Linked DNA regions of Mus musculus: region 1 is linked to region 2. The links are chromatin contacts, called in public promoter capture Hi-C maps. All regions are on one chromosome and are shown on one strand. Each heading gives the region's core, a stretch centred on a gene start, on an enhancer-like site or on the middle of the called end of the contact. The rest is flanking DNA. Distances are from core to core; before and after follow the strand shown.

Region 1 (6,781 bases), core at 2,357-4,856, 1.1 Mb after region 2:
TAGAAAGGGAATATCCAGTGGGCCCAAATAAATAGGAGCCCCCCTTTCCCTAAAGATTTGTTTTATTCTCTCTCTCTTCCTGTGTGTGTGTGTGTGTGTGTGTGTGTGTGTGTGTATACAGGTGCCTGTGGAGGCCAAAAGGGACATCAAATCACTTGAAGTTGTAGTTAAAGGTGGTTGTATTCTGTCCAGTGTAGATGCTGGGAACTGAACTCTGGTCCTCTTCAAGAGCAACAAATGCTCTTGACCAGTGAGCTTTTTCTCCAACCCTAACAGGAGCACTTTCAAAGCAGGATAGACCTTACTATGGAGTCAAGTGGCAAAGACATAAAAGCTATTGCCATCTTGTAGTCAGCAAGACCTTAAAGCTACCACGACTGGAAGCAAATTCTGCCAACATGAATACCTAGATTCATGATTTGCCTTCAGAAACCCTAGATAGAAGTAAGGAGCTAACACATGAAACTTAGTACATGGCTTTGGTGTGAGCTAGAGGCAGGTTCCAGCACCAGCTCTGACACGACAATCTCTATTGGAGGGGAAGTTTCTGACCTCCCTGAGTTTCTACATTTTGGGTATAAGATGAAACCATGGTGCCAGACTCCAAGAGATGGAGGAAATTGTACTAGATACTGTCTTGAGATGCTTACTTGTGGTACTTTTTAATGTAGAAATACCAAGCTCATTCACATGGAGAAAACACAGTTCTGTGTGTACATTGGAATTCTGCTTTGGGAGGGAGCTGGAAGGAGGGAGAAGCACACAAATCTATTCCTAATAATGGTGCTGACCCCTTTGGAAGCAGCCACGTCCTCTAGATAAGTTACTTACTGTACCTGCATCTGGGTATTATAGTGTGCTTTAGATGGACTCTCCTCCAGAGGCTAAACTCAGTTGCTGAGATCAAGAGAAGAGAAGTAACCTTCCCAACTTTCCAGTCTTCTCTTGCAGATAGAAAAGCATCATAGGACTGAACTGCCATAATCTCACCTTGGGCGTACTCCCTCATAAACTTCTGTCCTTGTTTGAACTCCACAGACCAGCTGTGTTGTTTGTCCCTAGCACAGTGCTGGGCACTCAGTAAGAACAAATACTAAAGGTACAATAGGCATATTAAATGTTTGCCTCAGAATGGTGCCATGTTTGGGAGCAGGCCTTGAGTTTTTACCAAATTCAACTAAAGAAAGTTCATGAGCAGCTGTTTTGCGGAGAGATTACAGATTAGAATTCTTTACTGATCTGAATTCACTCTGGACTGTGCAGGAGAAGTCTGGCACCTCAGAAGGATACTCAGTCATTCAGCAAGTCCCTGTAAAACTTGTGTCATATGCTGGGGCTGGGAAGACATCAGAGAGAAGAGGACAAGAAAGGTGAAGCAGAATCCTGGTACTCGGCAGCTGCTGGCAATGAGGAGGCTCCTAGAGACAGATACAGGAAGACCCAGTCATTCCCAACCTCCCAGACCTCAAGGTAGACATTAATATACTTTTTTTTTTTTTGTCTTTTCGAGACAGGGTTTCTCTGTGTAGCCCTGGATGTCCTGGAACTCACTTTGTAGACCAGGCTGGCCTCGAACTCAGAAATCCACCTGCCTCTACCTCCTGAGTGCTGGGATTAAAGGCGTATGCCACCACGCCCGGCCATTAATATACTCTTGAACATAGCGGGAGTCCTTAGATTAATGTCTCTTTACTCAGTTCTTATTAGCCTGTTTTAGTTCCTTACTTTCTAGAAGATTTGCTATGACTAAGTCCTATAGCTAAGCGCAACATAGCTTTTCCCAAAATATTCCCACAACAGTCTTCATGGAAGTCTTTCCTGGCCTCTAGTCAGGGGAACCCTTTAATATAATTTCTCTTCTTTATACTTATCACAATCTTATGTGTGGTTGGTTTACATCTACCCTATAATTGAGATAGTGTTTTATTCACAGAGGAAAAAAAAAGTAGACAATGTAATAGTGAAAATAGAAAAGGATTTTTTTGTTTTGTTTTGGTTTTTTTCGAGACAGGGTTTCTCTGTATAGTCCTGGCTGTCCTGGAACTCACTTTGTAGACCAGGCTGGCCTCCAACTCAGATATTCTCCTGCCTCTGCCTCCCAAGTGCTGGGATCAAAGGCGTGTGCCACCACCGCCCAGCTAGGATTTTTTTTTTTCAATATGGCAACACTGGGCAGAGGAACAGTGAAGTCCAATTATCTCCCAAATGATCCTTACAGCTCTGATCCTTAGGTTTATTTGGATGATGTGTACATTACTATGCAGCCTTGGGTCCTAACCATCATCTCTAGCTTCAGTCTCTTTGCCACAGTGGTCTGACAAGTTGTCATAACTGCATAAAATCTTCTTCCCTAAGAAGAGTCCCTTCTCTGTCTGGTACCCCTCACTCTTTTCCTTCCTTTCCTGGGGAATTCCAATTTCTGGGGGGTCCATTGTTTAAATGGCCTGATAGTCAAAAGGAAGATCATATGCATCTCTTAGAATATATTCATTCCTTCCAGGATAGTTTCATTATAAGCTGGGCATGCTGCCTCAAAGCAACTACCTATGTGCTGTGAACTAGACTTGTCTTGATGTGAACCCAAGCAGCAGATGAATCAGCTCATGTCTCAGCTTCACTAGTAGCCCAGAAAGTTTTGCCTGGAATTGGTGCCATCCCAGTGTGTGTGGCCTCCTTCATCTTCAAATTCCCAATAAGAGATGAGGGTCTGAAGGAAATCTATAGGTTTGTCAGGGTGTTCTGTAAGTATGATCTCACATGCACAAGTATGGGCATTTCTGTGGGAAACTACCTGGGTATTAAAGAGAAGCTCTGAAACAAGTATCTATTAGTAGTGGAGAGCCAGCCACTGAAATGTCAATTTCTTTCTAATACCTATTGGGATTGCCTGAAATAAACAAACACCTCTGATGTCAGCACCGCCCTGAAGGACTTTGCAGCTCTCTCTTCCCTGGAGCTCCTTGTTGACTGTCAGCTAGTGCTAGGTGCTAGAGATTTAGAGGAACTCACCTGACAGCTAGCAGACACTGATTGGAAAATAAGCTGGACCCTGGGTGAGAGAGGAGGCAGTGAGAACTCTTAATGTGGGGTGGGGGTCTAGGTAAGATGCAGCCATTTGGATTTTATATACTCCAGCTGTGAAAAGATGCCTTTTGTGACTTGAGGTCAGTAACCACAAGAAAGCTTTAGATTTGTTTAGTTGTGCGGACAATGTAAGTGGCCTGGCCAAATGAACTAGTAGATTCCAGAAGATGGAGCTTATAATGCAAAAGTGGGGATGAGTGTCCGGGCGTGCACGCCTTTCATCCCAGCACTTGGAAGAGGCAGGTCAACCTGGTCTACAGAGTGAGCTCTAGGGCAATCAAGGCTACAGAGAGAAAACCTGTTTCGAAACAAACAAGCAAAAAGAGTGGGAGACAAGCGAGACTCTAGACGATATTAAGTGCTTTGGATAGAATACAGAGATGAGGCCAGGTCCACTGCACGAAGCCCCACCCCCCAGCCCCCAGCCCCCTGGCGTCCAGAGGCGAGGGAACCTGCTGACTCAGAAGTCGCGGAACCCGGTTTCCGCCCGGGTGCAAAGTAGCGGACCGGAAGGGAGGAAACGGAAGTGTAGCATTTAGGCGTGGCTACACGGATCTGCCCGCGAAGTTCCAATCAGCGGACTGCGGAGCACGCGGGATCCGTGTCTTTACAGTTGTTTGATACCGGACTTTGAAAGGCAGCCCTACCGAGACAAGTGAGCTGGGAGTCGCTTGACAGTTTTATCTGAGTGGATAGAGGTCATAGATCACGCACTCGCTAGTTCTGAAGTGCCGCGGTGCATTCTGGGTCCCGGGCTCTTGCTGCCAGTGTCTAGCTAGAGGCGCCTCCCTGGGCTAGTTCCAAGACGGCGGATAGATTTTCGCCTGTCAGTAGACTTGGAGGTCTGGAGAAGTTTAGTGACTTGCGGAGGGCTGAACAGATCATGATTCTGTTTTGCTACCTTTGTTTGGTTGGTTTTGGTTTTGCGTGTCAGGATGTCACTGTGTATTCCTGGCTGTCCTGGAACTCGCTCTGCAGACCATGCTGGTCTCGAACTCAGAGATCCATCTGTTTTTTCCTCCTGAGTGCTGGGAACTAAGGCTGGAGCACCACGCCCTGCCTGTTTTACTACTTTATTTGCATTCGGGTGCACACCTGGACCGAATGATGCATGACCCCAATCTTAAGAGCATCAAAGGTTGGAGACATTCCACGCTTTTGTGTTCAGGTCCAGGCCACAAGGGGATGCTCCTAGGTTCTTAGTCACAGACTTTTTGAAGAGTTGCAGGTAGAGTGCTGAAAATGTGCTTGTTTTGATAACTACATTGGGTTTTTGCTTTGCTTTGCTTTTCAGTCTAGGATGGAATTGGGTGAGCCAGGGGATCATCTTTAGATCTCTAAGCTCCTTTTTATTTTTTGAGACAGGGTCTACATAGCCCTGGCTGTCCTGGAACTCCCTGGACATGCTGGCTTCGAACTTAAGAGATACCCCTGCCTCTGCCTCCTGAGAGCTGAGATTAAAGGCGTGTGCCACCATGATAGGCTCTAAGCACCTTTTGATAGGGAAATAACAGATTTTCTGACCCTACAAGGACAGCTTCCTAAAATGATTGGTGTAATGGTCTGTGGCTACAAAGGCTGATTTCTTCTTATCTGTGTTGTAGGGAATTCTTACAGAGGGAAACCTGATGCCACATGCTGCCAACACTTACCTGGAGTGGCTGAAACACTGAGATGATCAGAGGGGTTTGTCTCACAGACCCAGACAGCCTGCATCTTGGCCTACCACCGTGTCTTCCTCAGTATAGGCTGATATGCCCAGGGTAGTCCTGAATGGTGTGACAGTGGATTTTCCTTTCCAGCCCTACCCATGCCAACAGGAATATATGACCAAGGTGCTAGAATGTCTCCAGAAGGTAAAGCTACAAAGCTCAAGACAGTAATTTAGAGAGGGGGCAATGAGGGCATACCTTCAGCAAACCCCTACTGTAGCCCTACCCTCATCCATTCCAGACTGGGTTTGTCTGCATTCTTTGGTTGGAGACTATAACAAGTGAACAAAAGAGATAGTTATAGAGAGGGATAACTTTGAGAATGTATTGCTGTCCTTTCTGAGTAGGTGGTGTTTGTGCTGGGTCTATTTGATAAGGAATGGGCTTAGGAGGCACATTTCTATGCAGAGGAGCAGGAATACCCAGCTTTCACCGTTTGGGGAAAATGTTTTGGAAAGTTTTTTTTTTCTTTTTAGATTTATTTATTGATTGTATGTAAGTACACTGTAGCTGTCTTCAGACACTCCAGAAGAGGGCATCAGATCTTGTTATGGACAGTTGTGGGCCACCATGTGGTTGCTGGGATTTGAATTCACGACCTTCATAAGAGCAGTCGGTGCTCTTAACCGCTGAGCCATCTCTCCAGCCCTTGGAAAGTTTTAAAATGAGACTTTGATTTATTTATTTTATTTTTGAGACAGGATCTAACTTTTAGCCTAGGTGTTCTGGATAAGCCAGGCTAGCTTCAACTCACAGAGATCTGTCTGTCTCTGCCTTCAGCATGCTAGGGCTAAAGGCATGTATTACTGTGGCTGACTTTTGTGTTTGAACCCTGGAAAAAGTCTTTAAATCTTAGGGGTGTGGAGTTTTTAGCTTTCTACTGAGTTTCTTGAGGTTGCCTTTTTGTATTTGAATCACTTTTTCCTCAAATGTCTTCTTCAGGCTTCTATCTGATATCTGGGACAGAAGACATCAAATTCTGTTCAAATATGGTGAATGCCTATATCCAGAATTGTAGAGCAGTTTCCTATTTTGAGACTTAGCACCTGATTAGTCATCTGACTATATTAGGCTGAAATTTTCTGTCATATTTGGAGAAATGCTCTGAAATTATTTTGCTAATGAGGGCGGTTTTTGTTTTTCTGAGATGGTTTCTTTACTTAGCCCTGGCTGTTCTACAACTTACTATGTAGACCAGCCTGGCCTCAAACTCACAGATATCTGTTTGCCTCTGTGTACCACTATAGTTTGCTAATGAGGACATCTTAACTTACAGCTTTTAGTGGAAAATGTCATGAACTAATTTGTGTCCTCTGGGTGTGAGCTGTGCATCTCAGAGTCATCTGACTTCTCTCCACACCCCCTGCTTTTCCCTTTATTGTGCCTGACACCAATTAGAAAGTGAATGGCATCCTGGAGAGCCCCACAGGCACTGGGAAGACGCTGTGCCTCCTCTGTTCCACCTTGGCCTGGCAACAACATCTCCGAGATGCAGTTTCTTCCCTAAAGATTGCTGAGAGAGTTCAAGGGGAACTCTTTGCCAGTCGGACCTTGTCATCCTGGGGGAGTGCTGCTGCCGCCAGCGGAGACTCAATAGGTGACTCCTCTCTCCCCACCCTCACCCCATCTCTCCTGGCCTCTTGTGCGGATGGGAGCGAAGGGAAAGAGCCTGTGACAGGGCCAGTTCATCCAGGCTTCCTCTGTTCTTGGAGCAGAATTTAAGTAGAATTTTGTATCATCTATATTCCTCACCATTTTGGGTATATACCTGGGGTCAGAGTCAGGTTTGTAGATGTCTACAGGACTGAATTAGCTCAGTGCTGCTGCATGTACAAATACACCTGAGAATATGCCTCACAGTTGCTGCCTTTCCTTATGCTTGTGCAGAGTGCTACACAGATATCCCAAAGATCATCTATGCTTCTAGAACGCACTCCCAGCTAACTCAGGTCATCCGTGAGCTTCGGAATACCGCCTACCGGTAT
Region 2 (6,630 bases), core at 1,919-4,418:
AGGGTGCCTCCCTCATGCATAGGACTAAGCCCTTATGAAGGCAGGTGTCCTACCACATAGCCCTACTAGACACCGAAACTGCCCTGCTTTGACCTTGGTCTTCTGCTGGAAACTGATTTGTGTTCATTTAGAGGAACAGAGTAGCACCTGCCCAGTGAGCCCCGTGCATATTGTGGATGTCTAAGATCATGAACTTGGGAGAAACATTACTGGTTCTCATAGACCCACCTGGAAGGTGCAGCCTGGGAGGCAGGGGCAGGGGAGTGTGAGCTGTCTGTACTTTCTGCTCAGTTCTCTGGTGAACCTAAAATTATTCTGAAGAATTAAGTCTATTAATAAGACAAATGGAGAGAAAGCCATACCTGCCGAAGTCAGCTCCCCAGTGGCTGACTTCCCTTATGGAAACTAAAGACAGAAACCATCCACAATGTAGTCCACACAGGTCAGGGCCAAGGTAATCACTGCAGCCTACCCACTGTTGGGTTCTACTACAGGTTTGGACATTCCAAGGACTGTATTTGTGAACTGCAGTAACTGTGGGGACCAGCATCTTTGCCTTTTTTGTGCCGTTATGCAGCACTCAAATGGAGTGGCCACGAACACAGCCTTCTCAGCACCCAGCTAGGATGGTGTGCTTCCCGCTACAGAATACTTAAGGAAGGCATGGGAGGTGCCATAGGACTGTAAGCTTTCCTGGCTCATGAGAAGATACTGGATCCAAGGCCCTCAACATTCATGACCTGGCAGAAGCCCAATCTCCTGGCTTTGAAATGTGGGTTCTTTGTGACTCTAGTAGCAGCTTTGACATATGTGGCAAGTAACATTTGCTTGGGGCCACAACCAGGTTAGATTTTCTTCTTTTTCTCTTTGGCTGCTTCATGCTATAGTGTCAGCTTCTGACACCAGGCTCCACCACTGCCTTCTGGAAACTAAGATTCTCAGAAATGATGAGGGCTGCCTAGCACCACACAGAATTGTCACCTGCAAAGAAGTTTTGTTTATGTGGGCTTTAAACAGCCCGGGCTGCATCATCCCATTAAGGTTCTCAGCACCCACATGGTGACTTACATGTGTCTATAACTTCAGTCTTAAGGATCCCAGATAGCCCTCTTCTGGACTTTGCAGGCACCCAGCATGTACATATGTACACTCAGGCAAAACACCCATACACATAAGATGAAAACCAATTACAAAATCGAGCTGGAAATGTGACTTGGGGGTGAAGCACTTTTTTGGGGGGAGTTTACGAGACAGGGTTTCTCTGTGTAGCCCTGGCTGTCCTAGAACTCACTCTGTAGATCAGGCTAGCCTCCAACTCAAGAGATCCGCCTGCCTCTGCCTCCGAGTGCTGGAATTAAAGGTGTGCACCACCACACCCAGGTGGGGGTGAAGCAATTAACCAGGAATGTTTCGGCCCTGGGTTGGATAGCCAGCATGACAACAAGCAAAGATAAACTTTCAGTTTATGAACATAACAGTGAAGTGACAGCTCTATTTTCCAAACTGCTCCCAAATTAATTAAATCTTTAAAGAATGACTTAAAACATTTTATGTGTGTTTTGCCTACATGCATGTCTATACAATGTGTGTGTGTGCCTGGTGCTCACACAGGCCAGAAGAGGGCATCCGGTCTCATGGAACTGAGGTTCCAGACAGTTGTGAGCTGCCATATGGGTGCTGGAAATCAGACCTGGGGGCCTCTGCAAGAGCTGCCAGTGCTTTTAACCACGGAAGCATTTCCCCAGTCCCAATTAAATCTTTTAAATTGGTCTTGAACACTTGGCAGTTCTCCTGCCTCAGCCTTTTCAGGGCTGGGATTATCAGGCATGAGCCACCACACCTAACGAAATTCAAAGGTTTTTGTAGTAAAGCTGGAAACTGGGCCAGCGAGATGACTCAACAGGTAACATTGTTTGCCAGGCAAGTCTGGTAACCCAAGTCTGATCACAGGAACCCAGAGTGTAAAGAAGCAAGTTACTGAATGTTGTGCTTAGACTGCCACATGGGTGACACACACTTTTAAAAAAAGGAAACTACACAGGACAGAGTCCAACAAAAAGATGACAGACGCAAGCATGTAGAACTTACTGCATCAGAATTCCAAGCAGGAACTAAAGCGAGTGAGCCACAGTGGCGACAGAAATGCATCTTAGAGGCGGGACTCCCTCCAGCTCAGGCTGGCCTGGAACACGTTGGTGTCGGCGTCAGACAGTAGTAAGTGAGAAAAACTACTTTTCACCTTTGTTTCAGAAAAAGACCGCACACGTTTCACATATACACAGATGGTAACTTGTGGAGCATGCCAGAGAATTCAGCACTGCTTGGCCCTGGAGAGGGCTGGAGGGTGGGCCTGGGGCCTTAAAGCTGTCATAGAGGAAGCAAAGAAATGGAAGTGGTGTGTAAAAGAAACTGTGAGGACTCTTGGGCTTTACATTCTGCGAGCACCTCTGCCCTACAGGAAGGTGGTGGCACCCTACCTGACTAGCTACAAGCAGCCCTTAGACCCCACCCATCCGCGGTGCTCTGTGAACTTGTTCTTACAGCATTGAGCAACCCCATGCTACCTTCTCCACCCCACCTCCACTCCCCCATCCTGAGCAGCCGCTTGTACTTTCCTATAATGTATGTCAAATTAGCACAAAGTGACATGAAGCTGACACTTTCCTCGCTCTCGTGTCAAGAGACTACCTCCTACCTTTTAAACCATGTGACTATTTTATGTCTTGGGCCCTGACACCTCGCTCACCCAATAATGCAAATCAGACAGGCTGTCTCCCTGCGGTGTGGAGAGAGACAGGTCCATTCAGAACTAGATGGGTAACAGCGGACATCCGTCCCAGGGTACGTGTCACAGCTCAACCCCACGAGCACGTTGGTGTACGGTCCGGTGCCCATCACCCTGGTCTCGACCTCTGCAGCGCCGCCCCGCGGGGGCCCTTTCTGCGAGTCGTGGAGGCCGGGGCGCTGTTCCCAGCGCTGCCGCCAGGGGCCACCGCCGCTCCCCTATGACACAGCAACAATAGGGGCCGCTCTGGCCCGCGCTTCCGCCGGAAACAGGCCGCCGGCGCGGAGGCGGGCCGGATGCGATGGACGGTGACCAGGGCCAATCGGGACCTGGTCGGGGCCGGCCGCGCGGCTGACGGAACTCAATCCGCGGCGAGAGCGGCGGCGGGGCGGGCCAAGCACGGGCTTCCGGCGAGGCCCGGCAGGCGCCGAGGAGGAAGAGCGAGCCCGGACGGTGCCCCTAGGCCGAGTGTGAGCACCGCCAGGTAGGGGCCCGGTGGCGGCAGCGGCGGCTTAGGCGCACGCGGCTCCAGGCTGGGTCGAGCGGCGGGAGGACGGGACGCGGCAGCAGCCGGGGGGCCGAGTCAGTCCGGGCCGGCCGCCGGTGCCCCAGACGCGCCGGGGCCGGACGCAGCGAGGCTCCCTCCGCACGGGCGGGCAGTGACGTCGCGGGAGCAGGGGCTCCGCGGGGCTGCGCTCGGCCCTGCGCACAGCCCTGGCCTTGCGCAGCCTGGCGCGCTCCCGCTCCCGGGCAGTCGCGGGCCGACCGGCGTATGGGTGGGACATTGAGCACGCGACGCGGAACGACGGGCCTCGCTCTGTTTTTTCAGGATGACGACTTCAGGCGCTCTGTTCCCAAGCCTGGTGCCCGGCTCTCGGGGGTCTTCTACCAAATATTTGGTGGAGTTCCGGGCAGGAAAAATGTCATTAAAAGGAACTACGGTCACCCCAGATAAACGGAAAGGTCTCGTGTACATCCAGCAGACGGACGACTCCCTTATTCACTTCTGTTGGAAAGACAGGACCTCTGGGACCGTGGAGGATGTGAGTGCCTGTAGCCAGAACAGGCCAGCGGGGCAAGAGCAGGGAATATGGCTTCATCTTCCATAGATTAGTGTAGGGGTCCCAAGGTTGGCAGAGTGCTCCAGTCACTCTGTGAAGCCATGCACCCCGTGGTGACCATGGTTCTTAAGGTTTTAGCAGAGACAGCCTGCTGACAGGGTGATAGGGTGGGCTGGTGGCCTCAGCCCTGGCCTTAAACTTCCAGTCTTGTGGAGGAGTGTGCAGATATGACCCTCACCACAGCCTCGGGTAGTTTAGCGCTCTGAAGAGGCTGCTTTCCTTGGGGCTCTTTGTCTCCCAAAGTACATTGTTCTTTGTTACACTTAGGAGCAGCTAGCCAGAGTTGGTTGACCTTTTACTTCTTGGAACACAGTTCCAGAATGTTTCTGTTAAGTCGTCTGGTCCTCAGAGAGCACTTTTTCTATTCCTCCAGTCTGGGCCCTCTTCTGTTTGTCTTCACTGGGGTCTGAGACTTCTTGACTCCACCCTGTTATTGGGGTCCAGCAAATATTCAGGGACCTAAGCCTTGGTGGTACACACTTGTGTGCCTCTGTCTATCTGTCGTCTGACTGTCCTCCTTGTGTCGCCAGGACTTGATTATCTTTCCTGATGACTGTGAGTTCAAGCGGGTACCTCAGTGCCCCAGTGGGAGGGTCTACGTGCTCAAGTTTAAGGCAGGGTCCAAGCGGCTCTTCTTCTGGATGCAGGTAAGCAGGAGAGTGGTCTACTCTGTCTTTCCTTGTGATTCACTTGGGGTTACTTTCCCCACATTAGAAGGTGCTGACCTGGAGGGCCTGGTCTGGCTGCGTTCCTACCACGGTGGCTAGCTGGTGGTTAGGCACCGGAGCCCCGCTCGTGGACTTATCTGTAGGCACACAGCTCCAGGGCCTCAGGTCTTCCATTACTCCATGGCCACGAATTTTAGCTCCCAGAGGTGACGCCCTCTGTTCTCTCAGCAGTTGAACGTCCCCCACTTAAGCTCTTCTGTGCTGTGTGTTGCGAGGCCCTTCAGTGTCATGGCTCCTGCATCTCACCCACATCTGCAGTGTCCCTCAAATGCAGTCTCCACAGTCTGCCACCTGTTGGAGACCATTGGCATATTTGTGTTTCTTATACTGTTAATGTGGTTCTGCTGTGGTATGGGACATGGGCTCTCTCTTGGGTATGTGGGTCCAGTCTGGAGTCAGGGCTAGACTTGGGGTATGTTCAAGGGTGGGGTACACAGCCATTACCATTGTCATCCTGTGAAAGGGGGCAACAAGCAGCTATTTGTCTGCAAAGTACCAGGAGGGGAGGGGCTTCCTCTCAGCCTGGGTTCTGGTCACCTGAGCACAAGGATCTAGAACACAGAGAGGACAAGGGGTGTGGCCCCTTTGCCTGGTGGTGGGGATCAGTTCGTTCCCTGCACGGCTCACCAGGAGCCATACAGTGAAGGCACTGCAGTCTTGCATTGTGATCATTGGCTCTGGGGCCTTCTCACTGTTGCCATTGCTGTCCTATTGAGCTGTGCTGTCACATTTGTAGTGCTGCCTCTCCAGTCACTGTGTGCGCGCGCTGATTGAGGCTAGCTGGCCACATGGGTGCAGGGAGCCGCTCCTTGTGCAGACTGCTCAGCTTTGGCTCTTTGCATATGCTCTCTGGCAGGAGCCCAAGACTGACCAAGATGAGGAGCACTGCCGGAAAGTCAACGAGTGTCTGAACAACCCCCCCATGCCTGGGTCACTGGGAGCAAGTGGGAGTAGTGGCCATGAGCTTTCAGCACTGGGCGGTAATTATCACCTAGACCTGCGTGGGGCATTGTCCTTCAGTGACTGGGGACACTGTGAGGCAGAGCCTGCTTGATAAGTTCTGGTTCTTTCTTTCCTCCCATCTACACAGAGCTCACCTGCTCCCTGCTGCCTCCTTCCAGAGGCTGTTACTCCCTCAGTGGTTCTTGGGTAGGGCCAAGGCCAAGCATCTGCCATAGAGTGCAGTGCTCACAAGGGTCTAGGTCCTGGCCAAGGCCACCACAGCAGGCCCATGTCTGATTCCTGTGTTTACCAGGTGAGGGTGGCCTGCAGAGCCTGTTGGGGAACATGAGTCACAGCCAGCTTATGCAGCTCATCGGACCAGCCGGCCTGGGAGGACTGGGTAATGCCCCGCTGTCCCTGGCTCCCTCCCATAGGTGCCCTTTCAGTGCTTGCTTGCAGACCCGGGGTTTTCTCTCAGCCATGTCTGTGTGTTCCCTGTGCCGCTCCTTTGGAAGGTGCTTGTCTGCTGGGTGGGTGGAGAGGGCCTGGTCTAGCATGTGTATATGGAGTTTACCTGGGGTACAGCACAAGTGGTACAGTTACTTAGAAGGCACTGTTCTGGCTGAGATTGGCCTGTTCGTGAGTATGAGTGTGGGTGGGGTGGAAATGACCTAACTCAGTAGAATAGCTTTTAGAATGCAGACTAGTATGGCGTGGTCACTACAGCCTCTTGTGGCTACCTAACCCTCCCTGTTCATCCCTTGGTGTTGGTATTGGAATATGTAGCTTCTCTTACTGGTGGACATGGGTTAGTGTCTTCTCAAGTGGGCTGGAGGGTGTATCTAGCACACATTTCTTTATTTCTGTAGGTGGACTTGGGGCCCTCACTGGGCCAGGCCTGGCCAGCTTGCTGGGGAGCAGTGGACCTCCAGCCAGCAGCTCTTCATCCAGGTGAGCTCCATCCCCCAATGCCTGACATGAATACCAGGCACTACCTAGCACCAGCCAGCACCTTCTCCTTTTCTGAACTCACTCAGGAGATAGGGTAGAGGGT

Evidence for each region. Promoter capture Hi-C pulls out the DNA fragments that hold promoters and counts their contacts.
Region 1: a contact with region 2 is called in a promoter capture Hi-C map of pre-B cells. The contact joins the promoter of Rtel1 here to the promoter of Adrm1 in region 2. A contact is called at or near these places in 5 of 39 promoter capture datasets (cranial neural crest, frontonasal cranial neural crest, liver and 2 more).

What each region holds. Positions count from the first base shown.
Region 1 is chr2:181,316,118-181,322,898 of GRCm38.p6, forward strand. Rtel1 (regulator of telomere elongation helicase 1) reads left to right here and starts at 3,607. Exons shown (of 34, transcript NM_001001882.3): 1 at 3,607-3,739; 2 at 4,689-4,940; 3 at 6,195-6,393; 4 at 6,684-6,777. The coding sequence starts at 4,839.
Region 2 is chr2:180,168,420-180,175,049 of GRCm38.p6, forward strand. It overlaps Adrm1 (adhesion regulating molecule 1), which reads left to right and starts at 3,169. Exons shown (of 10, transcript NM_019822.3): 1 at 3,169-3,269; 2 at 3,615-3,828; 3 at 4,437-4,553; 4 at 5,491-5,614; 5 at 5,890-5,976; 6 at 6,446-6,527. The coding sequence starts at 3,616. It overlaps Gm29886 (a long non-coding RNA gene), which reads right to left and starts at 2,831. Exons shown (of 4, transcript XR_867152.3): 1 at 2,747-2,831; 2 at 2,089-2,364.